Regions from separate parts of the Hordeum vulgare genome. Here regions 1 and 2 are each linked to region 3. A link is a contact called in public Hi-C data. All regions are on one chromosome and are shown on one strand. The core of a region is the stretch at or near the end of the contact, and the rest is flanking DNA. Distances in the headings are between cores, read along the strand shown.

The links. Hi-C and Micro-C count contacts between places; a contact is called where the count stands out from the background.
Region 1: a Hi-C map of seedling shows a contact between it and region 3, with 3 times the contacts expected there. The contact joins the promoter of LOC123408537 here to the promoter of LOC123411185 in region 3. A contact is called at or near these places in 1 of 6 Hi-C or Micro-C datasets (seedling) and 1 of 1 datasets of contacts at active chromatin or transcription factors (embryo).
Region 2: a Hi-C map of seedling shows a contact between it and region 3, with 6 times the contacts expected there. The contact joins the promoter of LOC123411474 here to the promoter of LOC123411185 in region 3. A contact is called at or near these places in 3 of 6 Hi-C or Micro-C datasets (leaf and seedling) and 1 of 1 datasets of contacts at active chromatin or transcription factors (embryo).

What each region holds. Positions count from the first base shown.
Region 1 is chr7H:416,109,974-416,113,943 of MorexV3_pseudomolecules_assembly, forward strand. It overlaps LOC123408537 (glycosyltransferase family 92 protein Os08g0121900-like), which reads left to right and starts at 2,210. Exons shown (of 2, transcript XM_045101623.1): 1 at 2,210-2,643; 2 at 3,210-3,970. The coding sequence starts at 2,445.
Region 2 is chr7H:417,619,451-417,623,314 of MorexV3_pseudomolecules_assembly, forward strand. It overlaps LOC123411474, which reads left to right and starts at 1,466. Exons shown (of 3, transcript XM_045104423.1): 1 at 1,466-2,376; 2 at 2,464-2,601; 3 at 3,194-3,519. The coding sequence starts at 1,699. The coding sequence ends at 3,238.
Region 3 is chr7H:417,099,235-417,103,006 of MorexV3_pseudomolecules_assembly, forward strand. LOC123411185 (photosystem II core complex proteins psbY, chloroplastic) reads left to right here and starts at 2,428. Exons shown (of 1, transcript XM_045104124.1): 1 at 2,428-3,373. The coding sequence starts at 2,589. The coding sequence ends at 3,200. LOC123411184 (succinate dehydrogenase [ubiquinone] iron-sulfur subunit 1, mitochondrial) reads left to right here. Exons shown (of 2, transcript XM_045104123.1): 2 at 1,585-2,023. The coding sequence ends at 1,756.

The sequences.
Region 1 (3,970 bases), core at 960-3,459, 990 kb before region 3:
AAATATCTTAACGATGTCGCGGGCACGTGCGTGTGTGGTCGGGCTCAACCCGATCAACGACGAACATGGAGAGAACCGGCAACTAATAACGGATGCAAGCTTTGAAAACTGGCGGCAACGGGATGCCGATGCAATGCTGATGATGCGAATGATGTGATGATGATGCGATAAACAAATAAGCCACACGACGAAAACAAAATAAAGGGGGAATCTTCTCGAGCGTCAGTCTCGGGCTGTCAGAGATCCATCGAAAAAATAAATTGACCGCATCCCTAAAGAATCAATGTAGGTATAGATCCATACGCCCTTTCCCGACGATAAACACAACAACGATACGGGGAAAGAGCAGGGAGAAAAATATTCCTAGATGAGGGCAACACCGCCACCTCACCGTCCAAAACCAAACTGGAAGACTCCCTAAAGAAACCTGAAAAGAATCATCCATGTTGTGTTGCATGACAGGTCCTGGTGTGATGATGCCATCTAGAACCATGAATCAAGTCCCTCTTCTCTGATGACCTAGCCAGGTGGCGTCACCTGTTGAAGATCATGCTGGATCACCAACACCATCATCGAGCATCGCATGTCGACAACCGCAACAAGACCATGCATTGTCGTCCCTAGCAACCCACTAACTCATCCATACTGGGCTAGCGGCGACCGAGGGGGGGGGGGTGGGTGTCAGATCACGGGGTGGCGATTACGTTTAGGTCGCCTGCCTTCATCACGATGAGGTTTCCAACGTTGCATGGTCCTACATTGAACTAACAACATATCAAAGGCAGATATTGTGGTAATTTAAAGCATATAATAATTTCTTTGCATGTAATAAGCTAAGTGATCTACCTTAACGCAGCGCTAGGAGGGCTCATGCAGACGTCGCCTCCCCTAAAAAAATAGGGTTTCTTCGTCTCCTGCCAGCGCTGACGCCAGTCCCCCTCGTCTTCCATAGCCTTAGGGCCATGGGGACGCGGTGGACCCCGGACCTTTCCGGTGGGAGGGCTTCGTTTTTAGATGTGCTTTCGACTTTTGTTAGGGTTTGTGTTCTGCTCAAGAAGACGAGACGTCGGCGACTCCTTGAAGATGGAATAAGGTTCTCCCCGCCTAGCCCCATTCTAGTGGTGCATCTAGCATTGTTGGTGGGTGTGTGGAGGTGTGTCTCCGGTGGATCTCCTTTGGTGGATTTGCTCGGATTTGTTCGTCGTTCGTCTACACCCATGTATTTTCACGTTGTATCCCTTCGATCTACGTCACTCTTCATCTGCGACGATTGCTATTCTGGTGCGCTGGTCCTATGAAGCCTTAGCACAACGACTTTCTGGTTGTCTACTACAACAAATTTTGCCCGACTCCGATGAGGGAGAGGCGATGACGGCGGTGCGCCTTCGGCTCGTTTCACTGCTTGTAGTCGTCGTTAGGTGGTCTATGAATCTAGATTTAAATTTTATTATTTTTGGTGTTCGTTGTACTATCGCGTTTGAAGATGAATAGACCTGATGTTTTTTCGTAAAAGCAAAAAAGTTAAGTGATCTAAAGATCTTATATATTATCAATGTACAAAAGCATCAACCTTTACAAAATCCCATGTATGTTCATGTTTTTTGGGGTAAACATTCACATGTTTATATATAGCATAAAGTGCACCCACGCACTTATTTGTAATAATTTATTCTCCTCTTCTTTTCAATAAATTATATTGTACTCCCTCCGTTTCTGAATATATGTCTTTCTTAAGATTTTACTAGTGGACTACATACAAATGTATATAGACATATTTTAAAGTATAGATTCAATCATTTTGATTCATATGTAGAACCTTAATGAAATCGTTTAAAAGACTTATATTTAAAAACGAAAGAAGTACAATTTATTCTTCACCAAGAAATTCCCAAATGAACATACATACTACAGAGTTGGACACCATCCTCCATGTGCACCGCAATAATTGCTGTTCAAACAGCATCACACCCACCCACATCACCGACTGACCGCGTGGACCGATACATCATGTTCATTCCCCTCCGGAGCTAGACGCGCCTGTCCCCTGATTGGCTGGACGCGCCGTGCCGTTACCCGCAAACCCACCTGTCAGTGAAGGGTCCCGCCCCTCATAGTCTGGAACGCGCCGCGTGCCACCGACGTGTGGGCCCGCTATGGCCCACGCGCCGGTTCCGTGCGCGCGGGTATAAACCCCACCGCTGCTGCCGCTGCGGCGACGACTTCCTTCCCACCTCGCCGCAAACCACCGCTTCGGTTTCTGCGGCCACCACCCCCGCATCCCCCGGCAATCGCGGCAGCGAGGAAGGGAGCGTGCTCGCCGTCGCGCCGCCGACGCGTAGCGCGGTGTGAATGAATGGTGCGGCCTCTTGGCCTTCTCGTGGATCTGAATGAGCTCTTCCTTCTGGGGCGGTGAGGAGTAGACGGACGGACGGGCGGTTCCCGAAATGGCGGTGTCGGCCAAGGAGCGCAAGCTGAGTAGGCTCGGAAGTGGTCAGGCGGCAAACGGGGGAGGAGGCGGGAGCTTCGGCGCGAGGGGCAGTCACCGGTCTTCGGCGGCGGGGGGACGGCGGCGGCTGTTTGCGGTGTTCTTCGCGTTCCTCTGCGCCGGCGCGGTGGTCTTCGGCGGCGTGCACGTCATTGGAGGTGAGCCGCTTCCCCTGCTCCTGGAATCTGGAGCCCGCGTGGGCCAAATTGGTTTGTGTTTAGGTAGGATTGTGGAATTATTTATCTTCTCACGGAAATCTCGTGGTGGGATCATTTCGAATGATTTTGACAGAAGAAGAAGAAGAAGAAGAAGAAGAAGAAGAAGAAAAATCCATTTTTTATGTGCGAAATTTTGTTTGGGTTCGATGTTCATCGTCTGGATGGTGAAAAATAGAAGTTGGACTCTTTCTCGCGAGGTTGCCGTTAGATCTGATTGCAGTCCTACCATTCGCGGGAAAGATTGCAGTTCTTATCACTCGATTCTTGCCTCGATTATAGCAGCTTGCCGTTTCTGTATTATTGTAACGTTAGCCATCCAGTCAGTCACATGCTGCTGCTGCCTTTTGACTGATCGATCCCAGAATAGAACGCAAATGCCTCATGTGACATGAAGAATGTCGTCACATGAAGAATGGCTGTTTATGCGTCCGAATTTAGGCACGCTAAATCCGTTTGGCTATTTCTTCCCGCTGTGTGCTAATTGATCTCGTCTTCTTGTGATGCAGCGTCCTTTCGGCCGGTGCTCATGACGGCTTGGCCGTCGGCGACCCTGAATGCCCTCTCCTCGGAGCGACGGGTGCAGCAAGCTGGAGGAAACAGTGCCGGCACCGTTTCACCCTCTGTCCAAATCCGGCACGCCGTCGTTCTGCCGGACCATGTTCTCGTAATCCTCGGTGACGGATCATCGCTGCCAGCTCCTGGGCATTTTGAGTGCCTCTACTCCACTGCCAACTCAACGCAGCTACGTCGTCGTCCCCTCTCGGTCGCTGCATTGCCAGATGAACCCAGCCTCGTGCATTGCCCTGCCGCACCGCCAGGGATGGCTGTGTCCCTATCGCTGTCCCAGTCGCCTCCGGTGACACCATTCCAGTGGGATCAGCTCGTGTACACCGCACTTCTTGACAGCCGGGATAACTCCACCGTTGTGTTTGCCAAAGGGATGAACCTCCGTCCAGGCCGGCTCGGTGTGCCATCACGGTATGAGTGCGTCTTTGGCCGGGACCTGTCGAAGCCCAAGTTCGTTGTCACCTCCCCTGTGGTTTCTGCTGCTCAGGAGACATTCCGGTGTGTGACACCTGTCCGCATTCGCCGGTACCTCAGGATGACAGCTGATGGAAACAGCAACAGGAACAGTGATGGGAAGCCCATGTTGGTCTCCATCAGGACTAAGGGCCGGGGGAGCTCTACACTCCCCTCAATCGCGCAACCAGAGCCACTTCCTCGGTATAACAGGCATCGGCATACAAGGCATCGGCGGCAGCAGAAA
Region 2 (3,864 bases), core at 216-2,715, 520 kb after region 3:
AAGGGGTGCACAGCGCCTTTGATAAGGAGTTGGCTAGGTTCTTCTGGCAGGCAGGGGATGGTAGACCCAAATACCACATGGTAAAATGGGCTGATATTTGCCTGCCAAAGGACCGAGGAGGCTTGGGCATTCCAGCTTCCTGCCGCATGAACGGTTCTCTCATGCTTCGCTGGGTGTGGCGGATCCTGCAGGGAGACGGGGGGCTGTGGCTTCAACTGATTGAGGCTAAGTACCTGCAGGGCAGGCCCCTCTTGGCCTGCTCGCTCGCGTCTGGGTCGCAGTTCTGGAAATCCATTCAGGGCATCAAGAACGACATTAGACTGGGTCTGCGGATCTCGGTGGGTAATGGGGCAGAGACCCAGTTTTGGCTAGACCCCTGGATGGATGGCGAACCCTTACGCTCGCGCTTCCCGAGGCTCTTGCTATTTGCGACGACCCTACCGTCCTTGTCTCTGCGTCTGCTGTGGAGGACGGATGGCAGGTTGCGTTCCGCCGTCCCCTCGGCCCAGCTAAGGTCGAGGACTAGGAACTCCTGCAGGCGGTGGTTCCCCTCCCTGCCTTGTCGTCCAGAGATAGTGTTTCCTGGAGTCTTTCTCCCTCAGGAGAATTCTCCGTTAGTTCGGCCTATTTGGCTTTGTGTAGGATGCCTGTCCTTCCGTGGATATCCCCACTTTGGAAGGCACCGTTGCCCCTGAAGATCAAGATTTTCGTTTGGCAGCTTCTTCGAGATCGTCTGCCTTCAGGGACGGAGGTGTTGAAACGCCATGGTCCGGGTAACGGCATTTGTCCGTTGTGCCATGTCCCGGAGACCGGCGCTCACATTTTGTTCTCCCGCGTCGCGGCACAGGCCCTTTGGTGCTTTGTTCGCGAGGCCCTCGGACCGGAATGGGTGGCCTCGGACCTTGCAGATTTCCTGCAGGTACGGGCCACCCAGGTCGGCCGTAAGCGCCGACTGTTCTGGCTGCTATTCGCAGCTATGATGTGGACCCTTTGGACTACTCGCAACAAAATGGTGATTGAAAGGATCTTTCAGCGACGTGCTTTTGACTCGTTCTTCAAATTCCTTGCCTTTTTACAGCTTTGACATCCGCTCGTTAGGACCCAAGACCGCGGCAGGCTTCAGCGATACCTGGATGCGCTGATGGCAGCTGCCCGGCGGCTCGCCGCTCCATGGGTGCACCTTAGCCGCCCCTCCGTTGGCATTTTTGGTTTCTTTTCCTTTCTTGGGCAGGAATGTGCTGGTGCCCCAGCATTTCCTACGTTTGCACTTTGTTGGTTTGTATTGTTTAGATGCTGGACTATGTGCTTTATCTATAAAGCGGGACGAAAACGTGTTTCGAGATTAAGGTCAAGACGTAGCACCGGCGTTAAAGTCGCAACGGCGACGATGTGAACGCCCACCCCATCACAAAACCTCCGTGAAGCCGTTAAAACCCCACCCTACCAGATCCCGTAGGACCCCGAGCACCGCAATCCGGCCAGCCAATGGGGCGTCGCCATGTCAGTAAAACTTGGCCACGTCCGCGCAGGATCATGGAAAAAGCGCCTCGCCTTTGCTGGCCCCGCGCCACCCTGCTCGCGGCCGCGGGAGATCCCCTCGCTTTCCCTCCAAATAGCTTCTCCCGTGCTCATGTTCCCATGCTTGTCGCCCATTTTGCAGGGAGCACCTTGAGGTTGTAGTGAAGTATTTCCGAGGCCATGGCTAGCGGCGGCGGCGGCGGCCGGCGGCGAGGGTCGCGCCGGGCCAAGGTGAAGAAGAAGAAGAAGACCAAGTACCTCAGCCTCAGCCGCCACCTCGCCAAGGCGGTGGAGGTCGACAAGCCTGCCGAATCTCTGTCGGCGGAGGATTCCTTGCCGCCACCCTCGGCTTTGGCGTCGCCGTCCACGGAGGAGGCGGTGGAGGATGGATGCGGGCACGAGCAGCAGCAGCAGCAGCAGCAGCAGCTCGAGCCGTTCGCGCTGCATCCTGAGGCGCCGTCGACTCTCTTCGCGGCGGCGCCGTCGCTCACTGACATCCTCGGCCTGTCCTCCTCCTCCTTTTCCGGCGGCGGCGAAGGGGATTCGCCCTCGTGCACCCCCTCCCCGGACGCCTCCGCGGGGACTGCTGGCGGGGAGGAGGACCTTGCGCGGCGCGCGCTCCGGGGGAGGGAGCGGTGGGTGTACTGCAGGAGCAGCTCCTCTTCGCCTAGCGCGGCCACCGCGACGACCACCACGTCATCCTCGTGCTCCTCGGCCGCGAGCACGGGCGCCGCCTCCGCGCGGTCGCCGCTGCTCAAGCTGGACTACGACGAGATCCTGGCCGCCTGGGCGGGCCGCGGGTCCCTCTACATCGACGGCGCGGCGGGCCACGTGACGCCCAAGCTGGAGCTTGGTTCTGTAAGCCTAAGACCCCCTTTATCTTCTCGGACTCGGGGGGACGATGCGCGCTCGTGAATCCTGACACGGAGTCTCGTTGCGTTGCAGGAGGTGTTCGTGGATGTGGCGCCGCCGCGGCAGGCGGCGACGTGGAGCTCGCCGGAGGTGTCCGGGAGGGCGGAGCGGGTGAGGCGGTATAAGGAGAAGCGACATGCCCGGCTGTTCTCGAAGCGGATCCGGTACGAGGTACGCCGGCTCAATGCCGTCAAGCGGCCGCGCTTGAAGGTAATTCTTCGCATCGCGTTCTGCCGTATCTGAACCTGTTGCAGTTTCCTTATCGTGTCTGTGATCTAGCAATATGTGTGGGTACATACTGCATCAGTAATGATCTGAACTGCTAAATGGCGTTGATGGGAATCTGGGATAGAGGTTGATCAGATTCTATACCTCCGGGAATCTGGGTGTAGATCGTGGATTAGAGATCCAGCTTCTGGTCCCAGCAACAATTGAATGAACTTATCATACAGAACTGAAGCTCTCCACATGGCTATGTAAAGATAACCTCGAAATTATGGTCCCGCGCTGACCTTCTTCATTTGACGATTACCAAGAATTCACACATCACTTGGAATGAATCGAACACTGCGCCTTAAGTATCTTTCTGCTCTTGTACCTAATTTCCGGCAAACACGAGACAGTACTCCTGGTGGTTCTGGCTTGTGCATTTGATATTTTGGGTGTGCAGACTACTAATGCATCACAGGGACTAGTCTGTTACTCCAGTTTGTTTCATCAATCTCATTCTAACAAGCTGTGTGCATCTTGTTTCACTTAACAGGGTCGTTTCATCAAGGATAAGGAGGGTGTTGCAATGGCCAACTGAGGCGAGCTGCGGCCTTCATCATAAAGACCTTGCCTCATCCAGTTACAAGAATGGTTCATGAGCCCATTCCATTCCATCTGTAAAATGTAAATGATCAGGTTAGTCTCCAGGCTGCCATATACCCAAACCGGATTTGTTGAATCGATCTGCCGCTTCCTGGTCAAGCGGCAAGCTAATTGTGGTCGCTGCGGATCGTGTTATTTGGCAGTTTTGTTGTAGGATGAAAATAATAGAACTTGATTTGGTCATAAATTTCGCTGCGGCACTGCACTTTTGATTCAGTTTTTGGCGAAGGTTCTGCAGTCCCGTGAACTTTCAGATCTTCAGATGATCAGCTACAATTTGTCTAAATTGTTGATGTTTATGTTTACACGAACTTACTGATATTTGTACCCTTCAGAATCTCACGGTCTGTGCCGTCTGATCGGCGTAAAGATGAACTGTATTTGTCAACATAGGAAAGATCATGCACTGATTTGCTGGCTTAGATCGAGAGTTTTCTGCTACTGTTGGGTGAAAAAAGATTTGGTTCGTTGTGCCGTTCTGTATTTCTGTTCTGTCAGTCGGTGTTAAGATCAGGTCATGTGACCGCTGGTCTGATTTTGTTCTGGTCCACTTGTCAGTGA
Region 3 (3,772 bases), core at 1,178-3,677:
ATAGTGTGAAATGCCCGTTTGGTTGAAGAATGCCTATACATTTTGGGCATCAGTGACTGTTTGTATATATATTATTAGGTCCATTTATGCAATGATCATCTGTTACTTCTTTGCTAGCTCCCCGGCGAAGCAGTGTAGATGATCATTTGGTGGGTACTGTGAAATGTCCGTTTGGTTGAAGAATGCCTTATCTAGGGACTGTTTTTATTCTTTTTTATCTGGTCTTTGGCTGATTGTTTTGGAAGTTGATGCGCCACTGTTGGAAATAATCATGAGTTTGTCATTTCAGCAGTCTGCTTCTTCATGACTTCGCGAGTCTTCTTCCTTATTAGGATTGTGGATGACATCGGAAGTCCTAGCCCCCCTATCCCCCCACTAGTAGCCTAATTCTTGAGGTGGCCTTGATTTGGAAGTTACTTTTATTTGTGGTAACCTCTCTTTCAGTATAGAGCATGCTAGTTTCCCCCTTTACCCGCAAATTATGGTTATGTTCTACCAGAATTAAAATGCTAATTGTCTAATATATTTAATGCCTTTTGTTGTAAGCTTTAGGATGTTGTTAAGTCCATGACACGTTCACCCGTTCACCCTTTTTAGGCTTCCGCTGTGGGGGACGCTAATGAAACCAAAACCCAGCATGTTCATGCACGTCCAAGCTCGAGGATATCATGGGGTCTCAGAGAAGAGAAACATGCGTGATCACAAACGTAGATTGCTTGCAGCAAAATATGAGCTGAGAGGAAAGCTTTATAAGTCTGTCTGTAGGGACCCTGATCTTCCATCAGATATGCGGGATAAGTTTCGCTATAAGTTGTCCAAGCTGCCAAGAAATAGTAACATGACACGTCTTAGAAACCGCTGTATTTTCACGGGCCGCTCTCGTGGTGTCTACCAAAAATTCCGCATGTCTCGTATCGTGTTCCGTACCTTGGCAAATAAGGGTGAACTGATGGGTGTTAAGAAAGCATCTTGGTAGATGTTAACAGATGGGTAGAAGAAAGAACTAGCTCTTCAGTAGGCCAGCAAAATAAGGTTGCCCTCTTTCAGTGTTTGATTCCTGAAACTATCTGTCAAGTTTTTTTACTGCCAGCAAACGGCATGGTTTTCTCTTTATTTAGTTGAGGCAGTGTAATGTACTGTTTTTCATGCTATTCAGCATTTATGAAGCTAAAGATTCTATTGTTCAAGGTTTCTATAAGCTGGCTGTTTGATTCAATATTTATCTCATCTGGTTTTATTTGATGAGTGCACTGAGATTTAGTATATCTGATCCTCTGATTTATCATATTGTTTGTCACAATTTGCCCTTTTAACTTCTAATCTAAAACATGATCTGATATAAGGCACACAAAAATTTGAACAATATCTTTTGACTAATAATTGCAAGTGCCCTTAGTCAGAAGAACCGGGAAACATCTTAGTCATTTATAACTTGTTTAAGTATCATTTTCACATATCTGCAAGTGTTTCAAATGCCTTGAGCCATAAACACATTGGTTCTTTGGATTGGGCTTACGACTGCAGTGTCTGAGAGATATAACATGCTTCTTTGGCGTGTGCCATAAACACATTGGTTCTTCCCAGGTGGATCCAAGACAGCCGTGATGAGTTCACAAAGGAGCGCCTTGACTCCATCAACGACGAGTTCAAGCTGTACCGCTGCCACACCATCAAGAACTGCACGCATGCCTGCCCCAAGGGGCTGAACCCTGCAAAGCAGATCGACACAATAAAGAAGCTGCAGCTCGGAGCCTGAGTGTGAGCAGAGCAGGGTCTTCCCCCGTGGAGATGTCGGAAAGTTGTAATCAGCCTGCCATTTGGTTTGTTTTTGCTCCATGGTTTCTACCCTGACGAATAATGGATGGAAACGCCTGGCGATTCCGTGTAGGGAGTGAATAATTGCTACCAGATTTTGTTCTTTCCGTGCTGTATCTAGTTTGGTGGTTCATCATATTTTGATGCTCATGCATGAAGTAATTCATAAACTTATTAATTATTATCAACGTTTGGATGGTGTTGTCTACTTCCTTCGTCTGTGTTACAGAATAGTTCTGCAATGATCAGCGTAAACGAAGAGGAAAGACATTGTGGAGCACGAAGATGAACGTCATTTCGTGTATTTTTAACTGAAATTCACCGAAAATACCTAGACGTTTCAATCCAGACGATCTCCGATCTTGTCTTTTCTTGAGACGAATACGATCTTGTCGTTTGGTACCATAGGACATTCTAGGGCACGCTTATATTCCTACTACTGTGAGATATCTGAATTTCCGATTCATTTCACGACTCCACTTCCTCTCACCAAAGTCTCCATGTAAATCGTGTGGTCCCCGCCTAGTTGCTCCCACAGCCAATGGCATTGCAAGTTGCAGGCCGCGAGATAAGCTTTCAAACCTCCATCGCACACTCGCCGCACAAGATAAGCTAGCCACGCCACATCGTCCGTTCTAGAAACGCAGGGGAAGGGAAGGGCATCGCATTACACACCCGCGCACCCCACAGCACCCCTCCATCCACCTTTTTGCCAGCGTGAGAGCTTCTTGCGAGGGAGAGAAGGCAGCGAGCAACCAGGGAGCTAGGCGTCAATGGCGACCATAGCCACGATGACCATGCTCAAGCCCGCCAAGATCACGGCGAGGTCGGCGCCTTCGTCGTCGACGTCGTCCAGCGCCAAGGTGGCGTCGCCGAGCATCTCGCTGCGCAGCCTGCAGAAGAACGCGGCCAAGAAGGGAGCCCTGGCCGTGTCGCCGGCGGCCGCTGCCATGGCGAGCGCCTTCTTCACCTCGCTGGCCTCGTCGGACGCGGCGATGGCGTCGCAGCGGATCGCGGACGTGGCGGCGGCGGCGCCCGCGGACGACAACCGGGGCCTACTCCTGCTCTTCGTGGTGGCGCCCGCGCTCGGGTGGGTGCTCTACAACATCCTCCAGCCGGCGCTGAACCAGCTCAACAAGATGCGGTCCGAGAAGGCGCTCGTCGCCGGGCTGGGCATCGGCGCTGCCGCGGCCGCCGGCCTGGCCGCCGTGCCGGAGCCGGCCTCCGCCGCCGTGCAGGAGCTCGCCGCGCTGGCGGCGGTCGCGCCGGCCGACGACAACCGGGGCCTGCTGCTGCTTTTCGTGGTGGCGCCCGCCCTCGGCTGGGTGCTCTACAACATTCTGCAGCCGGCGCTCAATCAGCTCAACAAAATGCGGTCCAACTGAGCGCGCGTACGTCGTCGTCGTCGTCATGGCATCGTACCGTATGTTGTGTGCGTTGGTCTATTATAAGAGTCGTGGTAGTAGCGTGGAACGTGGTGTGAGTGTCCGCTTGCATACTCTCTAATCTTGTTCCTTCCATTGATCAAATGCAGTACAGCTCTTCTTGTTTTCTCTCACTTCAGTTTAATGTTCTTTTCTGCTACTACGTTCCATGCTGGATTGGGGTTTTGGGAGGTGCTTTGATCATAGATAGGCACGACGGGCCGAGAAGCTTTGGAAAGCCTGGGCAAACCGCAAGTCACAGAGTGCTTAGGATGCCATGTTTTTCTTGCAAACCACTAATACTGTACTTATATCACTACTTCACTAGAAATCTCATGATCGCTCCAGTAGAGATTAGCCGTTTGGAGCACTCGATCTGTGGTTTGGGTTCGAGCAATCTTCTTCACTCACTAGCGCCCCTCGTACAAAGGGGTGGTGTGCCGACGAAGGTGGCCAGTGGGTGGGTGCCGACGAAGGTGGCCAGTTGGTGGGTACCTCACAATAGGCTGTAGGAGAGCGAAAGCCTTCTTCTG